Linked DNA regions of Sus scrofa: region 2 is linked to region 1. Evidence: chromatin contacts called from public HiChIP or PLAC-seq data. All regions are on one chromosome and are shown on one strand. Each heading gives the region's core, a stretch centred on a gene start, on an enhancer-like site or on the middle of the called end of the contact. The rest is flanking DNA. Distances are from core to core; before and after follow the strand shown. Region 1 overlaps FGD3 (FYVE, RhoGEF and PH domain-containing protein 3). Region 2 overlaps FAM120A (constitutive coactivator of PPAR-gamma-like protein 1).

Region 1 (5,799 bases), core at 1,087-3,586:
ATGTATGCTTGACTACATGTATTTCCTAAAATTCGTGCATGTACTGGCTCCTCCCCCACCTCTTAGGAGCAGTTCCTCAGAGCTGCCACTTGGGCAATAGTCCTTAGTAAGGTCCTGAATAAAACTTAAACTCATCATTCTTATGTTTTGTGTTTTTCTTTAGCTCGACAGGCCTCGGGAGAAGCCAGCCCTGCCAAAACCTTGATCCTGACTTCCAGCCTTCAGAACTGAGAGAGAATAAATGTCTGTGGGACTCTGTTACAGCAGCCCAAGCACACTAATGGATGACTCAGTGCAAATTCTGGCCTATGCTTCCCGGCTCTGCTGCCTCTGCTCCTCATTCCCACTGTGGGCCCCACCACTGTGAGGCCAGGGCTGGCCCCTCTGAGGTTGAGAGGGATGCTTGCTATGCCCAAGACCCCACCCTGCTCCTCCTCCATCTCGCAACCCCAACCCCATGGACATTGGGTGGAAGATGGTCTTGGGCCCTCTTGGTTTACTCTATGCAGCTCAGGACCACAGAGCCCATGGGTGGAGAGTGAGTGGCACACACCTACAAGCAATACCAACGCTCCCCACGGCCACACATCTCACCTGAGGCCACCCCTGTCACCCGGCCCTGGCTTTCAGCCTCACTGAAGCCCTGAACCACTGCTGTCTGCCCCATTCAGGGCTCCCTATTTGAGACCATTTCTCAGGATGGGGAGGGGCCATCCACAAGGTCTGCTGTAGCCTCCCTCAGCCCTGCCCCGACCTTCACGGTGGCCCTGTCATATTCCCATTTACCACATGAGGACACCCAGGCCACACAAGGTGCCAGTGGTCGGTGACAGGGTGGCTGGACCCGCTGCCTTGCCTTTAAACCCTGACATGCGCCTGAGCCCAAGGGCAGAACCTTGGTTCTGCAGATCCTGAAAACAGTTGCACAACTGCTGAAAACACAGAGAGTCTGCAGAGGCTACTGGGCCAGCCCCGCAATGGAGGAGAGGCTACCGTGGGCCAGAGGTGTGTGTCCAAGAGCTCAGCCCATGAAGGTCAACAGGACCCCTGTCCTGGCCAGAGGGTCACAGGGCAGTTCCCAGAGCAGGGCATCTCAGGGCTGGCCTCGGCAGAACGGCCCACCCTGGCTTTCCTCGTCAGGCAGTAGCTGAGCGAATGCTCAGACAGGGTCCAGGCTGAGTATCAGCTTCCTCGGGGCTGAGGACTGTGCCCCACTGAGGCCTGCCCTTGATGTCACCCCCCCAGGCAGTTCCTGACACCGAGGGCTGGTGACCAGGTGGCTGAGGTGAGCCCACCTGCGCTGCAGGGGACAGGTCTTCCTGGCCAATCATACTTCCTTTTTGGATGAGGATAAAGAATAGGTCTGGAGTTCCTGTCATGACGCAGCGGAAATGAATCCAACTAGGAACCATGAGGTTGTGGGTTCGATCCCTGGCCTTGCTCAGTGGGTTAAGGATCCAGTGTTGCCATGAGCTGTGGCGTAGGTCACAGAAGCGGCTCAGATCTGGTGTTGCTGTAGCTCTGGTGTAGGCTAGTGGCAACAGCTCCGATTAGACCCCTAGCCTGGGAACCTCCATATGCCGCCATTGCGGCCCTAAAAGGACAAAAAGACAAAAAAAAAAAAAAAAGAGTAAGGATAAAGAATAGGTCGAACAAAGGGAGGGGCTCAGATTTTCCCTTTGGATGTAGGGTCACTGGAAAGGCCTGGGCCAAGTCTCCCCAGGGAGGTGCAGGGCTGTGGCTTCCCCAGGAACGCTGAGTGACTCTGACCAGAGAGCTCCAATGGCTTGAGTGTGGACCTGGGAGGAGGTCTGTGCTGAGGGCCTGTTTCACTCAGCATTTTCGCTTCTGCAGATTCACTTATAAAGAAGTGAAGAACATTCAGGTAAGAATCAGGTCCCAAAGATTGGCCCGGACAACCAGTGGGTATGAAGACCTGGGAGGCCTTTTTTATTTTTTTTGGTTTTTTTGCTTTAGGGCATAAGGAAGTTCCCAGGCTAGGGTCAAATTGGAGCTGTAGCTGCTGGCCACATCCATGGCCATAGCAACATGGGATCCAAGCCACGTATGTGACCTACACCATAGCTCACGACAACGCCAGATCCCTGACTCACTGAGTGAGGCCAGGGATGAAACCCTCATCCTCGTGGATACTAGTCAGGTTCTTAACCTGCTGAGCCACAACAGGAACTCCCCCGGGAAGCCTTTTGGACTTGGACATTTCTGTGCTTGTGAAGAAAGATGCAGCTTTCCCAGAACGCGGAAGTCTTTGAATTCTGCAAGACCCCCCTGCGAAACTTCCCTGTTTGGGGTTAGCTTTTCTTAGCAAAGAGGGCCTTGTGCAAAATGTGTGTCTGAGGACATCAGGAAGCCAGCACACAAGAGTGGGTTTACGCGTACTCTCTAAAAGCTTACATCTGGCATATTTTAGCAAAGATCAGCTTTTCTGATATCAAAATTAAAACCCACTTTTGGGTACTTTCTACAAATGTCCACTGAGCATGTCTTGGACTTGTCCCATATGGTCACAGCTTGACACACACCACACTGTCCCAGCACCACTGAAATCTGTGCTCACCAGAGACGCAAATGAGAAAAACCCTGGTCGGGCCACCTGCACAGGGGCTGGAGCTGTGGGTCTGCTACTCTGCTTGTTTGTCTATTGTAGGGCCTGGGCTTGGCTTGGGGTGGGTAGAGGGACTGGGATAAGGAGGCCTGAACTTGAATTGTGATCCTGAGCATTTGGCAAGTTGAAGATGCTGCAGAGCCCTAGGAAGCCTGAGCTGCTGGGTGGGAGAAGGGGGGGTGGCCTGCACATTCCCTGGCTGGGTTTTGCCATTGCTGTTCAGAGGGTCTGCTGACAACAGCCTAGCCTGGGCTGAGGCCCTGAGCCTCAGGGGCTCTCAGCTACCATTTTGCCTGGCAAAGGGACTGATCAGAGACGCCCCCCAGCCCCGGGGTGGCCAGGAGGCATTGGACACAGCTTCTCTCTCTTCTCCCTACCCAGGGGAAGGTGAGGTTCGAAGGAGAGGAGCTGCCTTGGGTCGAGACCTGCTCCACAGGTTAGAACATTAATCATGTGACCTTCAGGTCCCTGCCAGCTAGAAGGGACCTGAGCGCAGAGTCGAGGAGAGGCAGTGCTTCACACAGAGGGCTGTCATGGAGGTTGTCAGAAACTCCCGGCCAAGTGACTGTGGAGCTGACTGAAAAGCTGCAAAGACTCCACCTATCATTCCTTTCTGGGCAGTGATCTGCACAAAGCTTGAGTGTGTAAACTACTTTTCCTGACATTCCCCGATGTTCCAGAAAGGAGCCTGATGACACACTGCCAGCCTCAGCCCTGTGGCCTGGTGATTCAGAAAGCTGCTGGGCTGCTTCATGTGGGGAACATTTGTCAGTGACACCGGGGGCAGCCTCAAGGGCTTCACAGATGAGGTCTTGGGGGCAGAGTAGATATAAGTGAGGTCTTCTGCACAGCAGGTGCAAAGGCCCTGGGGCAGTGCCAAGTAAGGGAGGCCGGGGCATGGTGAGGGAGGGAGGCCGGGAAGGAAGACAAGGCCAGACAGAGCCACGATGCAGGAAACTCCTTGGAGAATTTGCGGGGCTATGACAAGACCACCTCACCTCTGCTGCCTGCGCTGCTTTCAGATTTCCTGACTTTGGTTCACATGCATTAGAACAGGCTGCCTTCTGCTCCTGTAGCACCACCGTGTGGCAGCAGGGCCACTCAAAAGTATTCCCTTCTCTCACTTGGTCCCTGAACCCCAACAGGCCCTAGAAACACATCTGGTCAAGGGCCGTGTGGTGACATGGCAAAGTTTCTGCTCTTATAATGGAGCAGGGGATGGGGGTATCCAGCCACATTTGTTCTGGAGCCCCCTTAGGGGCTCTATGCTATTTAGGAGCACAGATGGTGTGGGAGGAGGAGACTAATTCTTCTTTCCAGAAATCTAAGTCAGGACAGGAGCACCCACTCCCCATAGCCAGCTAGAAAGCTGTCCCTCTCACAGCCTGCCCAGGAAGGCCAAGTTCCACACGAGGTTTGGAGCCAGAAGCCAGGTCCCCTCACCCATCAAGCCCATTTCATCTTCCTAAAATGGGTGACCTTAATAACCACCAACCCAGAATGGCTGTGGTGACCAGCGGGGTGACCCTTATAGTGGAAAAGGAGGAGCTCCAGGATTTGGTGTTAAATTCAGGCAGACTCTGTCGTCCAATTGGGGAGTGCCTGCCACCAAGGGGACATTGGCCCTGATGAAGGGTGTGACAGAAGGGGGGGGGGGCGGGAAGGAGAGGCAGCACGGGGCAAGAATGTGGGGGTGGCGTCAACTCACAGGAGAAGTTCCCCTTCAGGCTCAAAGTCCTTTTTGGTGGGGGGTACTGGGCTCAGGCTCCACCTGTTCCTCCTGAGCCCAGGAAGCTAAGGGACAGAGCAAAGCGAGGGTGCCTGGGAGGAGCCCCTCTCAGGATGCAGGTGCAACACCTTCCCGGGAGTCTAGGGTTACAACTGTCATCAGACCTCACAACTATTAGACCCAGTGGTTAGTAATGACGCGCCCTGTACTGGATACTCAGGCATGCTAGGTGCACACATTTGTCCTCCTACTTTATCTCCCACACTGACAGAACAGGAGGGACTCGGCATAGTCCCATGACCTGGCCCTGTCTGGATGGGGACATGACCATAGGCTCTCTGACCCCAGGCCACGCCTTCCCCACCCACACTGCCCAGAGGCAGAGAGAAAGTGGGCAGGCTTGGGGTTAGGGTCTTAGACACCACCCCCTCCTGGGTTTGCAGCGAGACCCTTCCTGCAACCTCCTGGGCCTGACAGATTGGTCAGATGCCACCTCTGAGAAGCCTTCCTCGATAGCACCACTGCAGGCCCCCTGCCCAGTGCATGAGGCTAAGCTTTCTTCTTTGAATGACTGAGCCTCCTGAGGGCTGGGCACTGCCGTGATCCATATTTTGTCCAGGTATATTTTACCCATGGTAAAGAGCACACATCTTCAGAAAAAGGCAGCTCTGTGACCTCCACCTGCCCATTGACATCATGGATTCCAGCAGGCTTGCCCCAGAGGTCACCACTGTGAGGACCCAGGTACGGGGGTAGGGGGGCTGACCCCTAAACCTTCACCCTCAGGTCATCCTGGTCTGAGCCTACCTTCCCCCTCCCACCCCTGCTAACAGCTGGGGGTCACTCACCCCTGCAGCACCCCCTCCACCGCTGGCTACCACTGCTGGCACCTCGGAGCTGGTGTTCACCATCTGGAAGGGACAGACACAGCTGGCATGAGTAGAGGTTCCACGGCCACATGCTGACCTCCAGTGCGGGGTTGTGAGCACACCCATTCCTTCTGTCTGACCACAGGGTCAGGAGAAAGACTGTTGGGGCCTAGTATTTGCTGTGACTTTGGGAATCTGCTCCTCCCTGGCCTGGCAGGTAACCTGGAGGCATCTCAGGAGAGTTTTCATTTCCCAGCTCAGAGTGGGGGACGGGCAGGTGTGAAGCCCTGCGAGGCTCACTGGGCCTGGCCCGCTATACCACACCACAGTGAGGTGGCCCTGGGTTTTAGCTCCTTCTCAGGCCTCCTCTGGAGAGCTCTGCACGCTGCCTTCTATGGTCAAGCTCTGCCTCTGCACCGACTTTAACAGCAGGTTTGGGGGCGAATTTCTATTTCCAGGTCATCTCTGTTCAAGGTAGGGGACAGTATTTTCCCTGCCTGGGAGTGACAAAGTTTTCTTCTGAAATGGTCCAGAAAGCAGACAAAAAGGAGACTTGAAGCCAATATTAAATGGAT
Region 2 (5,898 bases), core at 782-3,281, 290 kb before region 1:
TAATTAGTTTATTTCCAGTGTCTAAATTCTCATCGTATAAAACAAAATGAAGAGTAATGCTGGTCTAGAAATATATTATAGAGAAAGTGTGTGTACATGTACGTATCTTAATTTAGAAAAGTGAATTGTGTTTTTTTATTATCGCTCTTCCCGGCATACATAGAAATCTCTATTTCAAACATTTATTTAGCTTTACCAAGGCCCACAGCTTAGAATTCTTTGATTTGCTCATACCAGGATTTCCTAGCATCGGCACTAGTGCTGTCTGGGAATAGATAATTCTTTACTGTGGGGCTGTCTTGTGCGTTGCAGAATGTCAGCAGCATTCCTGGCCTCTGCCCCTAGAAGCTTGCAGTCCACATGCCCTCAGCTGTAACAATCAGTGCCAAAACCACCAGCACCCCCAGCCCCTCTTGAGAACCAGAAATTGCTCTTCACTGACTAAATAGATCTGTCCTATGGAATCAAAGAAAGTTCCAAACATTGACATGGGAAAATGATGATATGAGCCCCCTTCCATAAACTCCTTAAAGGATTCCTTTCTTCTATGTTAGTCACGCCTCCATGCCTGGCCAATAATAAGCACTCAATGTTTGCTAAAGGGAGAATGAATTATCACTGGGAACCAATCAGAAAACAGAGTCTGAGAAATTTAAGGTAAGAAAATAAATCTTACTTAATAGCCATTGATCCAAGTGTTCAAAGAAAAAAATTACATTTGTCTACCTATGTAAATAGAACAAAGCAAATGTGAGATTAAAAAACATCTCGAGTTTTTGAGTGCCCATACTAAACATATAAGAGATACAAGAGGAATAAAATTAGTCCCTGGCCTCAAGTAGCTTATAGTTAGGAAGATATGTATGCAAGCAACTATAATAAAGATTTTGAGATAGGCTCTGAGGGAGAAGTAAAATTCTGACAAGCAAAAGCTGGGTAGTAAGACAAGAGAGTAACTTCAGCAGAGCTGGGAAGTTGGGAAATGGACATTTCCTGAAGAAACAGTGAACAGTCTGGTTGGGAGCATTTAAAAAGAACTGTAGGGAGTTCCCGTTGTAGCGAAGCAGAAATGAATCCAACTAGTATCCACAAGGATGCAGGTATGATCCCTGGCCCCGCTCAGGAGGTTGGGGATCCGGCGCTGCTGTGAGCTGTGGTGTAGGTCGCAGATGTGGCTTGGATCCCACGTGGCTGTGGCTGTGGCTGTGGCTGTGGCTGTGGTGTAGGCTGGCAGCTGCGTCTCTGATTTGACCCCTGGCCTGGGAACCTCCATATATCACAGGTGCGTCCCTAAAAAGCAAAAAATAAAAATAAATCAAAGTAAAAAAAAATAAAAAGGTCAGTAGAGGAATTGTGAGACTGAAGGAAGGTAAAATGGGTCCAAAAAAGCCTGAAGGAGGAGTCTGGATTAACGGTTTTGTTCAGGTTGCTGCCAGGACAGTGACTCCCCTGAGGACCAATATGGTGACTCTTGGAGAAATTAAATCTAGAATTGCCAAATGATCCAGCAGTTCCACTCCTGGGCACACGCCCCAAAGAACTGAGAGCAGGACTCCAGCAGATTCTTGTACACCCGAATTCATGGCAGCACTATTGTTACTCACAACAGACAAAAGCGGGGAGCAAGCCAAGTATCCATAAACCAAAAGGGGTCCACTCATACAACAGACTATTATTAAGCTTTACGAAGAAAGGAAATTCTGACACAATGTTACAATATGGATGAACCTTGAAGACATTAGGCTAAATGAAATAAGCCAGTCACAAAACTGGTACACTGGAATGAAATAAATATTTTTAAGTAAGTATTTTAAATGGATAGCTGGTTTGAGGTATGATGTGGTCAGTTTTGAACTGTATTTCCCAATCAACGTGAGGTTTAAAGAGCATATTGGTAGTTTTCAATTTCTCCTGGAGAGAAACTGTGCTGCACCCATTCTACCCGGAAAAAGCAGCAGAGGCGTTCTGCTATCAGATCTGACCAGAGAGTGAACTGCAGGTAGGCACAGCCCCATAGCATTCTTACACAATGAAACTGAACTTTGACTTCAGCTCAGCACTTCCCTCTGGAAGAGGTTACCGAGGTTACCAGTTACTTGGCCCCAGATGTTGCTCAATCAGCAATCTCATTTCTTCCCATGTAAAATGGGTTAACAACACTGAGGGCTAAATGAGACAGCACTGTGACAGAGGACCTGGCAAGGGACCAGCAGCCTACAAGTCAGCCTCCCTACCTCTATCAGGTTCCCAAAGACAGAGATCATCATCCCCAAATCTCAGGCTACAGTCTAACCTCACGTTCTCCCAGTGCCTTAAAGCATGAATTCCGGTAAGAACTGAGTAAATATATGAGAGCATGGATTCGCGATAAGATCTGAAGGACTTCATTATAAACCTGCACACCAACACCACAAGTCTTAAGGCAGAAATATTTAGGAAAGCTCCAAGGATTTAATGCCACCAAGATTTTTAAATAAACATAAGTCCCTCACCACGTCTCAAAAGTTATGATGACTCCAGGCACACAAGAGGGAATGCTCCTGGTAACTAAGAAAAGCCGGGTCCAGGCCAGGCAGTTTAGTGACCTGAACAAAATTAGCTGCTGCGTGGGCCAACTACCAATGGCTAAATAAACATGATTATTTCTCTCGAAAAGACACACTCTTCTAAGTTAAAAAAGATTTCTCTGTGTAGCACTGGGAACTATGTCTAGTCACTTATGATGGAGCATGATAATGTGCGAAAATAGAACATGTACATGTATGTGTAACTAGGTCACCATGCTGTACAGTAGGAAAAAAACTGTATTGGGGAAATAAGTATTAAAAAAATTAAAAAATTAAAAAAAAAAAAGATTAAATAAAACTGACAGAAAATTAAGCCCTTCTGCCACTTTACAGAACCCTAGAAAAGGCCAATACAGGAGTTCCCATCGTGGCTCAGTGATTAACGAACCTGACTGGCATCCATGAGGACACTGTTTTGATTCCTGGCCTTGTTCAGTGGGTTAAGGATCTGGTATTGCCATGAGCTGCCATGTAGGTGGCAGACTCGGCTCAGATCTGGTGTTGCTGTGGCTGTGGTGTAGGCTGGCAGCTGCAGCTCTGATTTGACCCCTAGCCTGGGAACTTCCATATGCCATGGGTGTGGCCCTAAAACAAAACAAAACAAAACAAGCCTCATCCAAGTTGTGTGTATTCTCCCTTTTTATTGTTGAATAGTTTTGCATGGTACCATAGCTTAACTATTCACCTATTAAAGGATATTTTGGTTATTTCCAGTTTGAGCTATTATAAATAAAACTGCTATGAACATTTAAGTAAGTTTTTGTGTGAACAACAGTTCCTTTAGGAAAATAGTATAACTGCTGGATCACATGGTAAATGCATCATTAACTTTCTTAGAAACCAAAGGAGCAGTTTTCAGGGTGGCATGCCATCTTGCATTCCCACCAGCCATGTGGGATGATTCCGATTGCTCAGCATTCTTGCTAGCTAACTTGGTATTGCCAGTATTATGTATTTCAGCCATTCTAACAAGTATGTAGTGAGTAATATGCCACCATGGTTTTAATTCACTTAACCATTTTAATGGTCATCTTTTAAAAACAGAACATACTGCTTCACTCACATTCACTTAGAGAATGCTGAATCTAAAATATTCCAGCTCTAAATCATCCTTATAGAAAATCCCTATACATGGAGTTCCCATTGTGGCGCAGTGGTTAACGAATCCGACTAGGAACCATGAGGTTGCGGGTTCGAACCCTGCCCTTGCTCAGTGGGTTGACGATCCGGCGTTGCCGTGAGCTGTGGTGTAGGTTGCAGACGCGGCTCGGATCCCGTGTTGCTGTGGCTCTGGCGGAGGCTGGCAGCTACAGCTCCAAGTAGACCTCTAGCCTGGGAACCTCCATATGCTGCGGGAGCGGCCCAAGAAATGCCAAAAAGACAAAAAAAAAAAAAAAGAAAAAAAGAAAAAAGAAAATCCTTATACACATCGAATCCACACCCTCAGGGGCTACTGAAGTACATAGGGTTGTTTTCTTTCTTCTCAAGGAGCTCCAGAATTATGTGTGCTTTTTATAGCTTTTTCTATCTTCTCCCTTGTGAAGTGTCACTTCTTGCTATTAATGGTGCGCCTACCTCTGGCAGACTTTCCTCTGCACCCTTCTCTCAAGCTGCGTTTAGAAATAGATAACTAAGTTTATCAGAATTACATCTCCAAAGGAAAGAGAAGTCTACAGGGAGAAAATCTGATTTTTCAATGAGAAAAGAGAAAGCCTTTTTTTTTCTTTTGGGGTCACAATACCAAAACTTCCTGACCTTTCATTTAAATTTCTTTGGCATTTTCCAAAAAGGTGAGCTGCCAGGTAAGTGTCCACCAGGGAATTGAGTCCTTGCTATATTAAAGTGTACAACTGTACTACATTGTAATTCTACATCAGAAGTTAAAAGCCTATCTGAAGCAAAATAATTGTAGACAAAATTACCTTGAATTCAGAAACCTAAGTGGAAGATCTGGTCAAAATTCTGAGCACTTAGTAGGTAAAAGTGAGCAGTGAGCAGAGGCACAAATATCAAGAAATTTTACAATCTAATTTTACAATGAAAAAAGAATTCAGGGAGTTCCCGTCGTGGCTCAGTGGTTGACAAATCCAACTAGGAACGATGAGGTTGCGGGTTTGATCCCTGGCATTGTTCAGTGGGTTGGGGATCCGGCGTTGCTGTGAGCTGTGGTGTAGGTTGCAGACGTGGCTTGGATCCCGCGTTGCTGTGGCTCTGGCATCGGCCGGCGGCTACAGCTCAGGTTAGATCCCTAGCCTGGGAACCTCCATATGCCGAGGGAGCAGCCCTAGGAAAGATTAAAAAAAAAAAAAAAAAAAAGAATTCAGCCATCCTTTCAACAGATACAGCGACCATGTATACACACTGAATCTAATCCTAAGTAATATTTCAGGTGTTCTTCTGAAAGCCACGTTACTAGACAGCTCGTAGTCTTTTCAATAGTAATTTCCATCTCTGGACAACTGTTAACCCTCTTAAGGTATCATCTGAAGGTGGACCACACCTGGGAATCAGTACTGTTTTACTTTCCAGGGAGCACAGGCTCCAGGGCAGAGCAGCGGCAGTCCCCGGCTCTCACCCGAACTTCCCCAGGGACGCAGGCTAGGTCTCTGCCACACTCACAGGCCAATCCACGCTCTCGCAGCAGCCTCAACCGGCAGACTTAGCAGCCCTGTCACCAATTGCAACAGGAGGCGGGTGGGACTTCCGCTATCACTTTAGGCTTAACCCCCACCATCTCAGCACAGGCAGAGCAGTCAGGAAGTTCGAATTTCACAAACTTTGGGATCAGGCACAGTTTCAAGCAGAAATAAAGGAAGGACAAACACATTGGAAGGCAGAGTGGCAGCAGTCAGAAAACCAAAACAGCCCCCCCCAAAATTTTTAAAAGAACCACTGTGGAAAAGGAAGCAATCGAAACTCAAGTCAAGGGTCATTGATTTGCATGTAATCTCTGCCATCACTGCTGGGTCCTGAAGCACTCCTTGGCCTGAGTTCAGGGAGGAGCCTTCTGCCAAATGGACAGCAGAGTGCTGGACAGTCGAAGCTCTGATTACCTGAGTGCACAGCCCAAAGTGGCAGACTCTTCACTGTGCAGAGAAATAAATCCTGGAAACTCTGATTCACATTCTCTTCGCCCTGACTTTTAAGCTACTCGTTTCACATCACATACACAGAACCAAAGACTTTTTCACGCAGACTCTCAGTACAGAACTAACAGAATTCCATGTCAAACTTTATGGCTCTTTGAAATCTAATGCACACAAAAACCAATTTCTCGAAAAACTACCATCTTACAGGGAACCTGGACCCAGGCCTGAGTTCTCAAGAAGAG

Evidence for each region. HiChIP or PLAC-seq counts read pairs in DNA pulled down with a chosen protein or histone mark.
Region 2: an H3K27ac HiChIP or PLAC-seq map of alveolar macrophages shows a contact between it and region 1. The contact joins two enhancer-like sites. A contact is called at or near these places in 1 of 47 Hi-C or Micro-C datasets (epiblast stem cells) and 1 of 2 datasets of contacts at active chromatin or transcription factors (alveolar macrophages).

The regions. Positions count from the first base shown.
Region 1 is chr3:42,575,003-42,580,801 of Sscrofa11.1, reverse strand. FGD3 (FYVE, RhoGEF and PH domain-containing protein 3) reads right to left here. Exons shown (of 21, transcript XM_021088137.1): 17 at 5,204-5,266. Among named protein-coding and RNA genes, the nearest start is that of SUSD3, 19 kb to the left of the region's middle. Within about 2 kb of position 2,336, at least 2 of the 83 cell types and tissues checked have an H3K27ac peak or open chromatin away from gene starts, as enhancers often do. A contact at or near this core is called in alveolar macrophages, where this site is marked.
Region 2 is chr3:42,862,859-42,868,756 of Sscrofa11.1, reverse strand. All of the region lies in intron 1 of FAM120A (constitutive coactivator of PPAR-gamma-like protein 1), which reads right to left. Among named protein-coding and RNA genes, the nearest start is that of FAM120A, 4.2 kb to the right of the region's middle. Within about 2 kb of position 2,031, at least 21 of the 83 cell types and tissues checked have an H3K27ac peak or open chromatin away from gene starts, as enhancers often do. A contact at or near this core is called in alveolar macrophages, where this site is marked.